Linked DNA regions of Sus scrofa: regions 2 and 3 are each linked to region 1. The links are chromatin contacts, called in public Hi-C and HiChIP or PLAC-seq maps. All regions are on one chromosome and are shown on one strand. The core of a region is the stretch at or near the end of the contact, and the rest is flanking DNA. Distances in the headings are between cores, read along the strand shown. Region 1 holds the start of LOC110261212 (basic proline-rich protein-like). Region 2 holds the start of MVD (diphosphomevalonate decarboxylase). Region 3 holds the start of IL17C (interleukin-17C).

The links. Hi-C and Micro-C count contacts between places; a contact is called where the count stands out from the background. HiChIP or PLAC-seq counts read pairs in DNA pulled down with a chosen protein or histone mark.
Region 2: a contact with region 1 is called in a Hi-C map of liver, with 4 times the contacts expected there. The contact joins the promoter of MVD here to the promoter of LOC110261212 in region 1. A contact is called at or near these places in 2 of 5 promoter capture datasets (fetal liver and liver), 7 of 47 Hi-C or Micro-C datasets (fetal heart ventricle, heart right ventricle, liver and 2 more) and 1 of 2 datasets of contacts at active chromatin or transcription factors (skeletal muscle).
Region 3: a contact with region 1 is called in an H3K27ac HiChIP or PLAC-seq map of alveolar macrophages. The contact joins the promoter of IL17C here to the promoter of LOC110261212 in region 1. A contact is called at or near these places in 2 of 5 promoter capture datasets (fetal liver and liver) and 1 of 2 datasets of contacts at active chromatin or transcription factors (alveolar macrophages).

What each region holds. Positions count from the first base shown.
Region 1 is chr6:1,151,836-1,154,856 of Sscrofa11.1, forward strand. It overlaps LOC110261212 (basic proline-rich protein-like), which reads left to right and starts at 1,534. Exons shown (of 1, transcript XM_021096490.1): 1 at 1,534-2,325. The coding sequence starts at 1,534. The coding sequence ends at 2,325. ZFPM1 (zinc finger protein ZFPM1) reads right to left here and starts at 2,137. Exons shown (of 11, transcript XM_021093668.1): 1 at 1,496-2,137. The coding sequence starts at 1,535.
Region 2 is chr6:1,006,651-1,009,671 of Sscrofa11.1, forward strand. It overlaps MVD (diphosphomevalonate decarboxylase), which reads left to right and starts at 1,456. Exons shown (of 10, transcript XM_021093666.1): 1 at 1,456-1,603. The coding sequence starts at 1,534.
Region 3 is chr6:1,023,651-1,026,671 of Sscrofa11.1, forward strand. It overlaps IL17C (interleukin-17C), which reads right to left and starts at 1,523. Exons shown (of 3, transcript XM_021093667.1): 1 at 1,468-1,523; 2 at 846-1,159; 3 at 1-549. The coding sequence starts at 1,470. The coding sequence ends at 288.

The sequences.
Region 1 (3,021 bases), core at 284-2,783:
TCGGTTCCCAACCTGCGATCTCTCTGCCCGCGCTATCTGCATTTCTCATCACGCTGAAACACATACACACACGCACACAGGAGAACAGACCCAACAGACGCACACAGGGGAGGAGGGGAAAAAGAAACCAGAGAACCAGCGCAGATCGGGACCTGTGGGTGGTTTTAATACTTGAGTTGACTTGATAGAAGGCGACTTTCGGAAAACAGGTCCCACTTGCACATCGAGGAGTCGGGTTACGGGAACCGGATTGATGCCTGCCTCCCCCTCTCTGGGACCTGGGAGTAGACACTCCCCCAGGAGCACTGCGCATGGGGTCCTGGCGGCAGTGGTCATGTGGACACGAAAGGCAGTGCCGGGGAGTGTGGGGCTGGCCGGTGGTCTGGCCTCCCTCTTTGCCTTCCCAGCAGTCCCCAGGACCTGCCCCTCTAGTCTGGGACATGTGCCCCCCCGCCCCCTCCCCACCAAAGCAAGTCCCCCGCCCTGGCTTTGGCTGCAGAGATGCGAAGTTACTCCTGGCGTGGGGTGGGGAGCCCTGTTTCCTGTGCGCTGCCCTGGCTCGGGCTGCTCGAGCAGCCAGGCGGCCCCAAGAGTGCGGGGCCCTCTTATCTCGAGGGCATCAGCAATGTGGACACAGCGGCCGCCTGCCCCCACCCCCGGGAGTGGCCTACAAGCTGGATAGGTGAGAAACTTGGACACGGAGAGGCGACCCTGGCCCAAGATGCAGTCCCAGGAGACCCTCCCTGACTTGGAGCAGTCGCTCAGCTAGGAGTGTGTGACCACAAGCTGCGGAGCACACAGTGCCTGTGCAGTCCTTGCCGGGACACAGGGAGGGCGGGACCTCCAAGAAGCTGTCCCCAGGCAGGGAAGGCTCCAGCGTCGAAGCGGCTGGAGCCCAGCGCACAGGCTGCGATAGCTACCTTCCCCAGCCTCCAAGGCACCAGGTTCTGGGCCGGCAGGAGTGGCGCTGGGCGCCAGCGGGTCCCACCACTCAGCCTTGCGCTTCCACACAGTCCCGAGTGCCCTGTCTCCCTCCCAGGTCTCTCTCTTTCTCCCTCTAGATACAAAGCCTGGGAGAGTCAACCGGCCGAGATAAGATCACAATTTCAGCCCGTCCCGACAGAGCGATCTTATCAGGATGGGACTTGCAGAATGGAATATTTTAAACTTTATCTGAGCCCGGATCGGGGCCGCCTTATCGCCGCACCATCTCGGGGAGGCGGGGGGAGGGGCAGCCGCGAGGTGGCCGCGCCCCCAGCCACCCCGTTCCGGCCCTCTGGGCGGACCCCCTCTCCAGGCCGGACCTCCAGTGCGGGAGCCGAGACGCGGGGGCCCGGCCCGCCGGCGGAGATTAGATTACGGCGCGCTTGGCACACAGCGCGGGGGGCGCGGCGCAGGGTGAAGGTCGCGGGCGCCGCAAGAAGAGCTGGGCGGACCGGGGGCGGGCCGGCGGGGGCCGGCGGGGGTCGGGGCGGGCGGGCAAAGTTTGACTCACGCTTGATCTGCCGGGGGTTGCTCTGTTTCCTCCTGGACATGTCTCCGGCGCCGCGCGCCCTCCCGGCGGCCGCCTCTAGCCCCTGGCGGGCGGCGGCGGGCGGCGGGGGCGCGGCGGGGCCGCGGGGCGGCTCATGCCCCCGGCCCCCGGGCTCCGCGGCCGCCCTGGCCCGCGCCCCCAGCCCGCCGCGTTCGGCCCGGCGCCGCTGCGGAGGCCGGAGGATCGGGCCTGCGTTACGGCCGCGCGGACCGCCAGGGGCGGCGGGCTCCTGCCGGCTCCCTGGCTCCCGCGCAGACGCCGCCGCCGCCGCTGCGCTGCTCTCCTCAATGGAACCTGCGGGCAGCGCGCGGCGAACCCGGCGGCCTCGGCCTGGACGCTCAGGGCGTGCGGGCGGGGCGTGCGCGTCACGGGCGCCGCGCCTCCGGGCCCGCCCCCATCCGCTTGCCCCGCCCCCGGCGCAGCGCCCCGCCCCCGGGCGGACCTCTCGTCCCCTCGTCCGTGGCCCCGCCCCGCCCCGGCTGGCCCCGCCCCGAGGCCCTGGCGGGCCCTTGGACTGGCCTAGCTTCCCCGCCGCCACGGCCCTGCCCCGCCTGCTCGCCCCGCCCGCAGGGAGCTGGCCCCGCCCCGACACTCGGCCCCCTGCCCTGGGTGGACCTGTGGCCTCCTTAACGCCTCGTTCGGCCCTGCCGCTTTGTCCCCAGGCGCAGCTGAGATCCAGTGAGTCCCGCCGCTCCGTAGCACCGTGTCCGACCGGGCTCCAGGCCTCCCTGGACCCGTCCCCCGACGCCAGCTCCACCCCTAAGTCTGACCTGACCTTATTCGGCCCCTAGGCCCCGCCCAGACCACGCCCCAACGCCACGGCTCCGACCTCCACGGGCCGTGACCCCGCCCCTCTGCTCTGTAACTCCGCCCCCAGCGAAGGAGTCCGCCCCGCACTCCCAGTCACTGCGACTTGCCCCCTCCGCCACCGGATGGGGGACAGTGAACCCCGGGTCTGGAAGCCTTTGGAGACTTTGACGGCCCATGTTGTCTTGGACCAGATCTGGGGTGTGGAGCGGGCTGTGGCAGGATGGGGCTTCCGCCCAACATCCCCGGCTCTAGCTCCAGGAGAGTGGGGGTTTTGGGGTCTTCTTCTCTTGGGCTCAGATCTGGCTGGAAATCGGGGAGGGTGCAGAAGCCAGAGGCCTGTACCTGCTCCCCCGCCGCAGACTCCAGGCCTTGCTTCTCCAGGGCGCCCCTGCTGGAGGCCCAGGAAGGAGGCCCCTCTGCAGGCTGGGCAACCCCCACGCCCAGTCCCCGTCGGAAGGGAGCGAGGTCCCCAGGTCAGTACTGCCTGTTCTAGCTGGGAGGCACGGAAACCGACTCTGCTGTCCTGGGGATATGCTCATGGGGTCCCAGGGGCCCACCGCTTTCCAGGGAGGCTCAAGGTCACACAGCATCAGAGCTGTCCCTGGAGATCTACTGTATTCTTTTATCCTTTTGGCTTTAATTTGGGGTTGGTCCCCGTCCCATATTCACAAGAAACA
Region 2 (3,021 bases), core at 206-2,705, 150 kb before region 1:
GGAGAAGAGACTTGTGGCTGCCTGATGGGAGGGGGAGGGAGTGGGAGGGATCGGGAGCTTGGGCTTATCAGACACAACTTAGAATAGATGTACAAGGAGATCCTGCTGAATAGCATTGAAAACTATGTCTAGATACTCATGTTGCAACAGAAGAAAGGGTGGGGGAAAAAATGTAATTGTAATGTATACATGTAAGGATAACCTGACCCCCTTGCTGTACAGTGGGAAAATTAAAAAAAAATATTTTAAAAAAAATTAAAAAAAAAAACACACTTAAAAAAAAAAAAAAGAAAGAAAGAAAAGATTACACAGAAACTTCCAGGAACAAAGCTGGTGGCTGAGCCCAGAGTGGGAAGCTATGTTGGGTTCTCCTACCTCGACTGAAATCTGAACTATTTTAAAGCCAAAAATAAATTTTTATAAAGAAGTGGAAAACAGAGTTCTCTCTTTAACGAATAGAGTTTCACTGAAATTCTAAAGGTCTGGTGTGGAGGGTGGTGATGGTGACGGAACAATGAGGCGGGAACTTAGCGCTACAACCATATGCCTAAAAGTGGTTAAAGGGGTGCATTTTATACCAATAAAAGAGTCAATATAAACGTGGCAATCCATTTCAACCGTGAAAATACAATGCTGGCTGGACTGGCATCCAAGAGGATGACGGTTCGATCCCTGGCCTCGATCAGTGGGTTAAGGATCCGGCGTTGCCGTGAGCTGTGGTGTAGATCGCAGATGAGGCTCGGACCCCGCGTTGCTGGAGCTGTGGTCTAGACCGACAGCTACAGCTCCGATTAGACCCCTAGCCTGGGAACCTCCATATGCGGCAGGTGCGGCCCTACGAGGACAGAAATAAAAAATGTTAAAAAAAAAAGCTTGCTTACACGGAGTTTAATAACAGGGCAGTGGGGTTTGAAAGCACCGACTTCCGATGCAGTTTAACCTGCAACCCAAGCACTGGTGGGAGGGATCTGTGGGGACCTCGGACGGCGGGCCCCCTTTCTGGAGTCTCCGTCCGGAACTTCCAGGGTGTCAGGCCTCCCGACCCGGCTCAACACGCCAGCGCGGACGACCGCCTCCTCCCTCAGCCCCGGGCCCCAGGGCCCAGAACGCCCACCGCGACCTCCCTCCCCCCCTCCCTCCGGAGCCTCGCTCAGCCCCGACGTCGGCACGTTCCCGGGAAGGCAGCCGCCACGCGCTTGCGCAAAGGCGGCGCCTGCGCGGACCCCGCTTCAGGGCCCACCAACCCCCGCGCCTGCGCAGAGCCGCAGCGTGTCTGCGGGCCAGCGGGGGCGGGCTCAGCGTCGGCTGCCCATCGTCCGATCCCGCTCATTGGCTGAGAGATGGAGTGTGTGCCAGACCCGCCGCTGATGGGGCGGCAGGCGAACAGGTGGGGCCGCGCAGGCCAATCGCGGAGCCGGCTGCAGCGCCGGCCAATCGCGGAGCCGGCTGCAGCGCCGGCCAATCGCGGAGCCGGCTGCAGCGTCGGTCAGGGAGGCCGGCGGCGGACGGCCGGGGTCGCGCAGGTCTTCGGAGATGGCCTCGGAGCAGCAGCCCGTAGTGGTGACCTGCACCGCGCCGGTCAACATCGCGGTCATCAAGTACTGTGAGTGCGCGGGCCCGGGGCCGCGGGGGCCCTGCGGGCGGGGAAACTGAGGATTGGAGGGGCGGATTTGGACGGAGGACCGGGTCCTCCGCCCGCGGGACAGGCGGGCTGGGCTCTTGTGCGGACGTGGTTGTAGGTTCGCGTGCAGGTGTGAGGACTCTCCGTCCCGCCCTCCACCCGGCCTGCGGTGCGGCTCGCGGAGCTCGGCACCATCTGCAGGCGGGACACCGGGGGACACGGTCCCTACAGGACGTCCATCCCCGTGGGGGCCGCAGGGCTTGGCGCTCACGGTCACGCCCACGCTACCTCCGCCTGCTCTCGGTGTCTGTCTTGTTCTGGTCTCAAGAATGTGCCAGGGATCGGCTCCACTGACTCGCTCCTTTTTGGCGAGTCCCCGGGTGGATCTTCGACTCAGTACTTCTCTCCTGTCCTCTTCCCAGCGCGGAGGGGCCATAGTTTGCCTGGCCATATGCCTTTTCCAGGGAGCTGGGCGGTTTCCGACTTGAATCAGGAATAAAGCTGCTGTAAGTTTTTGAGTACAGGTTTTGTGTGAACGTAAGCTTTCAATCTGGTGGATAAACGCCCGGAGGACAGCTGCTGGGCCACAGAGTGGGTGCATGCTTGGTTTTTTCCAAGTTTCCCCACGTTTGTGCCATTTTTCATTCCCACCACCAACGTTTAATGTGCGTGTGATCCAGTTTTTCAGCATGTGGTGTTGTCACCAGCTTTTATTTTAGCCATTCTGATAGGTATGTGGCTTTTTAACCACTGAGTTTTGAATTCTTATTCTAGATAGTAATCCCTGCTGGAAGTGTGGTTTGCAAATACTTTCTCCCACCGTGTAGCTTCTTGTCTTTTCATCCGAACAGGGTCTTTCAAAGGGCCAGAGTTGTTAGGTTTCGGTGGGGCCCAGCGCGGCAGCTTCTCCACCCTTAGAGTGGCTTTTGGTATCAAGTCTGAGCCCTCTTTCCTAGTCCTCCATCCTGAAGCGTCTACTGCGTTCTTTCCTAGCAGGTTCAGTGGGTTTTTTTCAAATTGATGTCTGTGATCCATTTTGAGTGATGTTTTTGCACGAGGTCTGAGACAGGGGTCTCGGCTCTGCTTGGCTAGGGGTGCCCAAGCAGCCTTGGAAGAGGCCAAGCTTCCTCTGCCGAACCGCTTTTGCACTTTTATCAGTTGGGCGGTTTATGCGGGTCTTTCTGGGCTCTCCTGGATTAACCTGCCAGGATCCGTCTTCTGCCCACCACCCCAGAGGTCCCCTGCCTGAGCATGAGTTTAAATTTCAGTTTTTGGAAGGTTTACTTTTTTTTTGGTCTCTTTTCTTAGAGCTGCACCCGTAGCATATGGAGGCTCCCGTACCAGGGGTTGATTCAGAGCTGTAGCCACCAGCCTACGCCACAGCCACAGCCACGACACAT
Region 3 (3,021 bases), core at 273-2,772, 130 kb before region 1:
GTGCGGGTGGAGGTGACCGTCAACTGGTCGTCAGCTCCAAGAGCGAAAACGTGCCTTCCAGCCCAGCCGCTAACGCAGCAGCGTGAACTAAGTCTCGAGGCGGAGCCCGACCGCAGCTCCCAGCATGGGGCCGGCCTGGTCTCCACTGGAGGCTCCCACCTTGAAGCCTGGGGCCTTGGGACCTGCCCGGGGACCCCGGGGGCTCATAAATAAGCAATAAATACACAAGTAGGACAGGCCTCTCTGGAGAGAGCCTCCACCGGCCCGTCGGGGAGCCGAGTCAGTGGTCACTGGACAGACCTGGGCAGGACACAGGTACAGCCCACGGGCACGCGGATGAACTCGGCGTGGAAGGCGAAGGCCCCGGGCGTGGGCGCCCCCGCGGCATCCCGGGAGCAGGGCTGGCGGCGCAGCACCAGCAGGCTCTGGGTCAGGGGCACGGAGTTGAGCGCGGCGGTCTCGCGGCCCGTCTTGGTGCTGATGCAGCCCTTGCACAGGCACTCGGCGAAGGCCAGCTTCTGCGGGTAGCGGCTCTCATCCGTGTCCACACTGCGGGCCAGATGGGGAGTCAGCGCCGGTGGGTGGCCAGTGCCTCCCGACCCGCCCGCAGCCCCATGGCTGCCCCTACCCGCCTGGCCTTGCGGCGCAGAAGCCGGCCCCCTGCCCAGCCCAGCGCCCTGCAGGGGCGTGATGGGGCCCCGGGGTCCGAGGGCCGGCTGAGTCAGAGACCCGGCTGGAGAAGCTCAGCTGAGGGGCCCCGGCCCGGCGCTGCCCAGTTAGCGGCAAAGGCACCGAGGCTTGGGGGGCCCTGGGGGACCCCCACCCAGGGCACGCCCCACGCTCACCGGTATCTCCAGGGAGAGATGGAGCGCTGGTGGATGTCTGCTTCCAGCACCTCTTCGGGCTGCAGAACCTGGCACTGGATCCCGCCCGGGGACCCCGCCTGTCGCTTCCTGCGGCCTGCCGCCTCCAGGCTGGACACCAGGGCTACCGGCAAAGCCTGCTCCCACTTGGCAGCTCGAGCCAAAAGGTGTGGGGGGGCGTGGCCCAGGGACAGCTCCTCCGCCGAGTAGCAGCGCGGGGCCCCCGCCCGGAGTTGGAGGCTGTGGCGAGCCAGGCAGGCGGGCAGCCAGGCCAGAAGCAGGAGGCCAGGAGAGAGCTGGGGGATAGAGGGTGGGGGGTCAGGAGACCCTGGGAGGGGCCACCTCACTGCCAGCGCGCTCGCTCTGCTCCCTGTGGAAAGCCCACCCCCCCCCACAGTTGGGGAAACGGAGGCCCTGGGGCCTCTAGCCCCTCAGCCCCGCGCTCCGCTGCGCACCCGGGCTCCTGGGTCCTGGCTCCCGTTTCTCCCAACGTTGAAGGCCTTCCTGAGCCTTCTCCCAACATCCTCAGCCCGGAGATCAGCCAACCAGCAACCGCTCAGGGCCAGGGGCACCGTCCCGGCAGGGCGCGGGGCAGGAAGCTCACCATCGCGGCGGCGGCTGGGCTCTGAGCGCGTGTGCCCTGGCGGCTGCCCCGGCTGCTGCCGGCTCCTGGTGCCCTTTATACCTGCGGCCACACCTGGGGAAAATCCAGGCACCGCTTCCTCCTCGGGAAGCGCCTGGCTCCTCTTCCTCCTCCCGCCCTGCAAGTGTCCCCTCCCCCGGCCCAGGGTGGGCCCATCTCCCAGTCCTCCTTCCTCCTTGGCACCCCACCCAGTGGGACCCTGGCCCGGGTCAAGTCCTTGCAAATGGGGCTGGGGATGGACCCAGCCTGGGCGATACTCTTGAACCTTCTGTGAAAGGGTTTCCGTCTAAGCGCCCTCCTGCAGCTTGCTTCTTTGATTCAACTTGTCTGTTGTGCTGTTTGGTCCGGGTGCCTGGGGCGGTGACCTGGGGCGGGTGGGGTGGGCCCTCCGTTGTGCTGCTGCCCAGTCTTCCGCCAGGGCTGGTCCCCCGTCCCCTCTCTGTCAGGTGCACGTCTGCATCTGCCTCCTCCTGCCCACACGGGGGAGCTTCCAGCAGAGCCTGGGGGCTGGGGGCCTGTGAGCGACCCCAGGTTTCTACGTTGGGCTGCTGTCATTTTATTCAACACAACTGTAAGTCTGGGTGGAGGGGGTGACAACGCCTCGGAAACTTTAAAGCATGGTGCACCCTAAGAAGCTTGCTAAGGAGGTGCCAGGAGTCCACCTGTGCCCACTCAGTGCTCCTGCCTGGGGTGCTGCCTTTGTTAGCCTAAAAAGCACACAGACTGAGCCCAGGCCTGCAAAGCGCTGAATCACCCTGGGGTGGGCCCACCACCCTCCAAGGCTGAGGGCCCTGGCTGGCCTGGTCCTCTTGTCTGTGCCCCGTCCGGCAGAGGAGAGCCAGGGCGTGGAGGTCTCCCCTCCTGCAAGCAGGAGCCGTGGACACCATCAAGGTGCAGGCAGTGTCTAAGTTGGGAAGCGCAGACCCCGGGACAGGGAGGCGCCTGAGGGCACTGAAGGGCCTGCCGAGCCCTGGTCTGGAGGAAACGTTCTCGTGGCCGGCGTGCGTCCGCAGCGCGCCCCTGTTTCTTCCTGACAGACGCTGGCTAGTGGTACACGGGGTCCCCAGGCTGCTCCCGCCTGCCTCGGCCCTGCCCACAGCCATCCTCGCTTCCTGCAAGGGGGCAGCAGCCTTGCAGGCTCTCCCCCCACGGGCTCAGGACAGGAGCTCAGCCTTTCACAGCTCTGGAGGCCAGGGGTGTCGGCCCGGCTGGTTCTTTCTGGGTCTCTGCCTCTCTCTCGCCTTCCGGTGGCACCTGGTGTTCCCTGGCTTGTAAACACATCAGCGCAGCCTCTGCGTGCCTCGCCCTGCTGTCTCTCCTGTGTCTCCTGAGAACACCCCTCTAACCCAGGCCAGTCTCACGCCCTGCTCTTAATCCTGCCTGCGCAGGCCCTTCCCTCAGACAAAGCTGCAGTCCCCTGGGCACTGGGCTAGGACCGCAAGCTATGTGGGGGCACGACTGAGCTCTGATGGCAGCTGCCAGGCCAGATGCTCCCGCCCCAAGACCAGCTCTCAA